Linked DNA regions of Arachis hypogaea: region 2 is linked to region 1. A link is a contact called in public Hi-C data. All regions are on one chromosome and are shown on one strand. The core of a region is the stretch at or near the end of the contact, and the rest is flanking DNA. Distances in the headings are between cores, read along the strand shown.

The links. Hi-C and Micro-C count contacts between places; a contact is called where the count stands out from the background.
Region 2: a Hi-C map of leaf shows a contact between it and region 1, with 1.9 times the contacts expected there. The contact joins the promoter of LOC112701625 here to the enhancer-like site in region 1. A contact is called at or near these places in 2 of 8 Hi-C or Micro-C datasets (leaf and an unstated tissue).

What each region holds. Positions count from the first base shown.
Region 1 is chr7:76,973,103-76,977,088 of arahy.Tifrunner.gnm2.J5K5, reverse strand. No RefSeq gene overlaps it. Among protein-coding and RNA genes, the nearest start is that of LOC112704435, 9.6 kb to the right of the region's middle. Within about 2 kb of position 1,513, at least 1 of the 3 cell types and tissues checked has open chromatin away from gene starts, as enhancers often do.
Region 2 is chr7:77,017,785-77,021,810 of arahy.Tifrunner.gnm2.J5K5, reverse strand. LOC112701625 (terpene synthase 10-like) reads right to left here and starts at 1,274. Exons shown (of 6, transcript XM_025752365.2): 1 at 1,256-1,274; 2 at 791-1,169; 3 at 1-173. The coding sequence starts at 1,274.

The DNA of each region.
Region 1 (3,986 bases), core at 264-2,763:
CTTTTGACGTTTGATGTAGCCTTGCTTTGGGTTGTTGAGTACTTCAATCAATGTCCTTTCTAATCCATAAGATAGTTGAAATTATTCTCTACGAGAAAAATCATTTTAGTGACAATTTATGCAATTTTTAATTATAATAAAAATAATCGTTAATACATTACCGGTAATTAGACATTAGTTGCTATATATTTTGTCACTAAAAAATATTTAGCGGCAATTTTTCAATAATTATGAAAGTCCTATAGCTTATGACACATAAAATAATAATAATAATAATAATAATAATAATAATAATAATAATAATAATAATAAATTAAAATTGTCACAAAATAATAATCATAATATTATTGTCACTAAAATTATTTTTTAGTGTAGGGATTCAACAATATTATTGGTGATATAATATTTATAATAATAAATAGGATTCATGCATCTTGTTCAGATATATAATTAATGGCATAACGACGGGGGATGCTTTTGCATTCAACCAAAGTGCATATTGAATGGAACACGTACGTTGAATATAATGAACGGTTTTTTGGAACGAATTTTGGTTGCTATTTCACGAATTTCTTGTAGTGATTCCCTATCATCATTTTATTATAATTTAGAATCGTCGTAATTTTTCACAATTTAAGTTTTTTATTTTATATTATAAGTTGTTATAATTTTCAATAATGTATGTGCTAATTAAAAATACACAATTTCAAAAATTTGGTTAGACTAAAAATAAGTTATATATTTTATAATAGTTATAAACTTATTTAAGTCATTTTCATATTATAAATTAAAATAAGATCCATATGAGATGCAACTATTATTTTTATTTGTGCGTATTTCTATTTTTCTAAAGTGTTACATAATACAAGCTACTGTCTTTCTTTTCTGATGCCAAAAAATTCTTATTTCAGTAATATAATAAATCTCTAGATTGATCTCAATTTTTGTATTGGAAATATTTGTCTTAAACAAAACGCATTCAACAATTTAGTCTTTGATTTTGTACAATATTGGAGACATGATGAAATAAAATAATAAATTAGTCTCTATCATGTTTAGAAATAAAATAATAAATAATTTTTAAATTTTTCTACAAAAATTAAAATAACACAGTTGAAAGATTAAATCATTTAAAATTTTAAAGATAAAAAACTAGTATATTTATTTACTTTATTAATTAATTTGTTTAATCTTATGAAATATAATATATCTATTAACTAAATATTTTTCATCAGAGTTTTTTCCAATATAAGATTATTAAAGATTAATTTAAAGTATCCACTCTTCTTATTTTCACGCTGAAATAAAAATAATATTTATGCCACTTTTTATATATTTTTTTCTTGTACATCTTTTTTATGTTATAAAAGAAGTTTTTATCTTCTCTTATTTTGTTATCAATCACTTTTAATATAAAAAATAACGTGGAGAAATTAAATAAAATCCATTCACATGTGACATGTGGGCTCGTTGCCTGGTTGTGACCACGACATTCGGCAAATAATTCATGCGAAGATAAGATGCTTTCTGGTTCTGGCACCGCTACATTGACCACAACATGCATGATTATTAATTACATGATTATTCATTTGAAAAAATTTTAAGTGTACCAAAAATACCGATGTTTCAATTGTTTTATCCATTAATTTTAATTAATATATATTATATATTTTTTATAATTCAAATTAATAATTAAAATAATTGGATCATAAATATTTTTGATACACTTAAAATTCTTTCTATTTATTTTGCACGCAATGATGTAAAGACTCTTACGTCAGAGTCCTTGCTGTCCAGCAGGTTCTACGTGTTATTAAAAAGTTTATTACAAATTACAGACAAAAAATTAAAATGATGAGAAATTATCAAATTTTTTAAATATAAAACGAAAAAATATAATTACTTGAAATTTAATTTAAAAGATTAAAATTTTAAAAATTGTAATTTGTAAATTCTTTATATAATATTATTAAACAAATATTTATTGAATATTTTAAAATTTTTCTTTGATAAAATAAAAATTATATATTAAAAACTAATAAAATTTAAAATAATACTGGTCAAACCAAATGTAAAGATCACGAACTGATGAGTTCTAACTTCGGTGAAAATAGAATCAGGTTGAAAAGAGAGAGACAACTTGCAAGACACTCTAATACTTAAGTTAACAATGTGTTTAGATGTTTTATGATTCAGAGTTTACTTATTGAATTCCTTCTCCTTTTATCCCTTTAATTCGGAATGACCGTTTTTTTTTTTTGGACATTTATTGCCTTTATAACATGCTCTTAATGCCATGATTTGGTTGTTTCATGACTTGGTAGTGTAGCTATTATGTTGTACTTGACGTTATCTTATAATCCCAGATTCTCATTTAGTTAGGGGTGAGCAGGGGTTGCTTAGTTAGGGGTGAGCAGGGGTTGCGGATATTCGATTACCCGTCTGAATTTGAATCGAACCAATTAAATTGGTTCTGAAACCAACGGGTAACAATTCTGATATGCGGAACCCGAATCAATCCGTAGACCCGACCATATATTAATTAAATAAAAAAAATTTAAAAAATATATATGCCTTTTAATATGTTTGGATTTTAATGTCTTTAGTGATTAATATGTTTGGATTTTAATGCGTTTAATTTTTAATGTATTTGGTGTTTAACATGTTTGGATTATTTCTATTAATGTTACATGTTTGTTGTACTTACAGAATTTTTAAGATAAAGATTTTGCTTTTTTTTATGAATTTCTGTTTTATCGGGTACCCAATTATCCGAAACGAACCAATCCATTTTTAATCGGTTTGGTTTGGTTCGGTACACACAAAAAGCACAAATCCAAACCAAACCAAACCAATTACAAAATTGGTTCGGTTCTAATTTCACCTTAAACCTGAACCAACCCGACCCGTGCTCTCACCCCTACATTTAGTTGTTATTTCATATATCATAATTTGTCTAGAACAGTACCCCAACTTGAGTCCCTTGACTTTATGATTTTGTCAAGAGTATCCGAGTTTATGAGGTCAGATCTAAGTGAGTCCTTAATTTCTTAGGCGCCAAAATTCTAAGGAAACTGTTTAGTTTCCTTTAACCTTCTTTGTGTGATTGTAACTTTTCTTGGTTTACGAAACGTCAGGCTATTTATGAATTCTCTCTCTATCAATCAATGTCACATTAATTTCTAATTAAACAATCTTTACTCTAACTTTACTTTTCAAAACATTTCCTCTCTTCAAGGAGGCTTCTCTCTTTCGTTCTTCTTTCCCTTCCTTCTTTTTGCTACCATTTCAAAGAAGAAAGGCTAGCTTTCTGTAACTATTTTTCTACGCGAAACACTTTGCAAATTTTGGTAAGGTTCTAAGGTTCTTTTTGCCTCCTTCCTTCTTTTTGAACCAATTTGTTAGTGTTTCTTACTTTTGGGTTTTGCATTACGCTTTTCTTCATTGCCCCATTCATTTCTTCCATGATTCTAGTTATTGCTCCATGTATTTCTTTATGTGATTTTGGTTTTTACATTTGCCACGTTTGATTAAGTTAATATAGTAGGGGTACCACTATCTTAGGTTTTCCTAACTCGATAGCAATGATTTTTACATTTCATTTTGCCCTATTCTACCAACACCTTTCTGGATTTTCCAGAACTATGGTGAATTTTTTAACTTCATGGGTAGATTTTAGAGTTTTCCAATCCTGAGTAACATAGTGGTGGTGCCCTTGTAGATTTTTTCCGAGATGCCAAGGAAAAAAGGTTATAGCAGCTCGTGAACGTGGTGGTACCGCTAGTCGTCCGAGGCCCCGACCTACCCAGTTCCTCATATAAACAGTAAGCTTGAAGAGGGGCTTGAGAACTTGCGAGAAGCCAGAATTATCTTTAATTTCGACTTGAGCAATTTTTATATCTTTTCGGTCCTTAGACTAGCAGATCGTTTGTGCCATATTAATGAGCATGCTAGTAATATCCCTGACTGGTTATGGATGTATGAGA
Region 2 (4,026 bases), core at 25-2,524, 45 kb before region 1:
AGGTCTCATACATATCATCTATTGTATTTATGAAGCAATTGACCTTTGTTATAGCTCTTCTAAAAAAACCAAATTCTGGATTAAAATTTATTCCCACGGTCCAAAAGAAGTTTTCCATCAACCTATCTCTTGCAAAACTTAACTTCTCTGCTAAGTAGGTTTTTTTCCACCACCTAATTAAGATACAATAAAAAATAATTAGGGTTAGTACACAATATCATATACCAATTGTTAAACTAATTTCAAATAATGATCATAATTTATACTTGAGAAATAATAAAATTAAGAAAAAATGATAAATCGATCTCTGACTTTTCAGTTTGCAGATATTTAAGTCCCTAAGGAATTAAAAAAATATTTAAGTCCCTGACTTCTTCAAAATCTAGACATATCAATCCCTAAGTTTAATTTTTCCAATTTTAAAAACTTTCTCACTGTCTGTGTGCATCCGTATCAACCAGGTCAGTACAATGGGAATCACGTTTGATTTTTCTGTTAAGCCTGACAGACCCAAATGAACATAAGATCTAGAGATCAATGTCTAGATTTTAAAAAGGCAGCGACTTAAATATATTTTTAAATCTTCGTAAATTTAAATGTTTACGAATCAAAAGGTCAAGGATCTATTTGTCTCTTTTTTAATTAAGAGAAAATGACAAATTGATCCCTAACTTTTAAAATTTTATATATGATAACAAATAATAACTATTTTAAAAAAATATATAATAATAGAAATATAAATAAAATAGTATTCATGTGTTTTTCTAAATTCATGATATCTTGTTATTACCTTGACATATCCTTCAACTCTTCTTGGTGAATGCTTTGAACAATGTTGAAATCTAATTTAGCAAACTGAAGAAATGTAGGATTCAAATTGTGACTTTTTTCATATGTGTTGATGAACCAATGGGCCTCCCATCTTGTCACCCTCCAATGTAATGGATACTCCAATGAATGATTGATTAAGAGGGATATATAGCTACCATCATTTCTTTTTACATATTCTTTGAGAATCTTTGAACTATATTTTTTTGCATCATCTAATATAGTTTCTTCTTCTACTAAATGAAATGAGGCTTCATATAGTGATAAAATTCCATCGATGCTAATTGAAGATTGATGTTCGTTGAAATTGTTTGTTTCTTTGAGATAGAAATCAAACACATCTACAACAATAAAAAGAAAAAGTAATTTAATTAAGGTTAATACTTATATAGTTACATACTTGCTTTTAAATATCTTTTGTATGTACCGTCGTAATTGGATTTCATAAAGTTAAAACTAAAAGAAAATTATATATAGCCGATGTAAAGCAACACCTATAAGCCATAATTTTGTGGACCACAAATTAACACTGGTACTATTTATTATAAAAATATTATGTATATATTAAAAATTAATTACTAAATTAATTATTTTATATTTGTATATAAATATATGTATTATTTAATTTATTTTTAATATATTTTATATTTTATTATATATTTTATATAGATGAGTCATTTGATATTTTTTTCCGCATAAGCTTGTACAACTATGTATGCTATTGCAAAGAGCTTGCTATATATACACTTATTCTTTTACCTGTTTTACTAATAAATTAACTTTTCTTTAACGAGTTAATAGTTAAAATCGTTCCTAAAAGATATTTTGATTTTCATTTTCGTCTTCAAAAGAGAAAATTAATCGAATTCGTCCCCCAAAGATATCCTACTTGATCACGTTCGTTTTTCTGTCATCTCTTTCACTGAGTTGGCAAACGTCTACTGACGTGTATCGTTAACTGCCAATATGACAGACAATCAAAACGACGCAGTTTTGGTACAAGGCTCTCCTAACCTTAAAACGTGGCCGTTTAGTCTTTAGAAGAGAGATTCAAACGTACTTCAGAGTTATCTTTCTATAAGCAATTTTAATTTCTTGATCAGAAGAGTCCCTTGACACAAACAACACCTCATATGGGTCACGTCGATTTATTGGGGTAGACGGTCCTTCCAATTTCGGACCCATTTCCATTAACCAGCCAGTCACTCCCTTTCTCTCTGCCCTCTTCAAACATAGAGTTAAACCCAAAAATGAAAAAAAAAAACACCTTTTAACTTTCGAATACTATTGTGGCATGTTATTCATCGACCCAAGTGAGAGAATTTAAAATCCAAAGATAGATGAAGGAGAGCTTCGAGAGAAAGCAAGGAATTCAAAAAGTCATTGGATCGAGCATGGTTGATGGTTTCCTTTAAATAGGGAAAAAGTGGAGATTTTGCGAGATGGGAATTTGGGGATCTAATGGAAGGTGCGTGAAGGCGAGGTCAATTTGAAATGAAATTGGAAATGGAAAAGAAAAGGGTTGGATAAGGTTTGAATTTTCACGAAAGAAAAAAAAGGAGATGATGATGGGGTAAGGCTTTGCAACATTTGAATCTCTCTTCTGAAGACTAAACGGTGATGTTTCAAGGTTAGGAGAGCCTTATACCAAAATTGCGTCGTTTTGATTGTCTGCCATGTTGGTAGTTAATAATATACGTTAGCAGATTTTTGCCAACTCAACAAAGGAGATGACGAAAGGACGAACGTAATCAGGTAGAATTTTTGGGGGACAAATTCGATTAATTTTATCTTTTGAAGACGAAAATGAAAATTGGATATCTTTCAGGATTTTGACTATTAACTCTTTCTTTAACTAATAATTACTCAATAAAGTAATAAATGAGAAGAATAAGAGAAAAAAAAATTTAAAAGAAAAAATATTGTTAATTATTCTCCGAAAACAATTCATTTCTAATCTCTAGATCTTTTGTTACCATTTATATTTAAAGATTTATGCATGCCCTTTTTATTTAGAAATATTAAAAATTTTGAGGAAAAATGTGGTAGTTTAAAAGGGAAATGTGACAACTTTTGAAAAAATTGATAACTATACAGAGAAATGTGAGGAAGATATTATGAAAAAATATATAAAAAATACAGGGTAAACTATTACTTATATTCCAAATGTTATTAGGAGTATATAGTAATCTTGTCTCAAACTATTTTTTATTCTATTGTGTCCCAAACGTTTTATTTGAATCACTCAATATTAGCCCATCATTAACATAATTAAAAACTCCTAATAAAGTGTGACATATATAATAAATGTTTCATGTAAGAAACTCCTATAAATTTCATGTAAGAAACTCGTACATATTACCATTTGTTAACAAGAGTTGAACTTTATATATTTTAGTAAAAAATCTTTGATGCCATGTAAAATGACTTAGAAAGTGAAAATTGCAATGTTTACCACATGTAAAACAATTACATATACTTATTATATTTAATATTACATAATTATTTTAATAATATTTAAAAAATATAAAATAAAATAAATAATAACTAAAAAATATAAAAAGAGATAATCTTAATATGTTTTAGACTCATTTCTAATTTGTTATTGTCTCCATGACTTTTTATTATAACGGATATGTTTGGTAACAAAAAAAATTTTGCCAAAAACAGTCATAACTTACTTTATTTAATATTTATTAATTATTACGATAATTAATAAATGTTAAATAAGATAAGTTTTGACTAATTTTTTTTTGTCTCCTTAGCATTATCCTATTATAAATAATAGTTGATGAGCGGTCACATGTCTATTATCCCCTATCCAACAATAGTTTTGTACTTTCGTGGATCACAAATTAACGCTTGTACTGACTACTTGCCATGCTTTTTTGTCTCGGTGCATAAGTACAAGTGTACAACTATACATGCCATCACTATAGATTATTGCAAAGAACTTGCTATATATTATTCACTTATTTTATTATATGTTTTATTATTTTGTCTTTTCACCATGAATTCTCACCCCCTTGACTATGAATGTAGTTCAAATTATGTTGTAGGAAATAGAGATTATAATGAAAACATGCATCAAGGATGAAACAACCAAAGGTGGGAGGAGTCTCAAGAATTTGATCAACTGGAACCGCATCGTTTGGACCTGTGTAGCTAAAGTTATAGCCGTTTGAGTGCAAAGAGGTC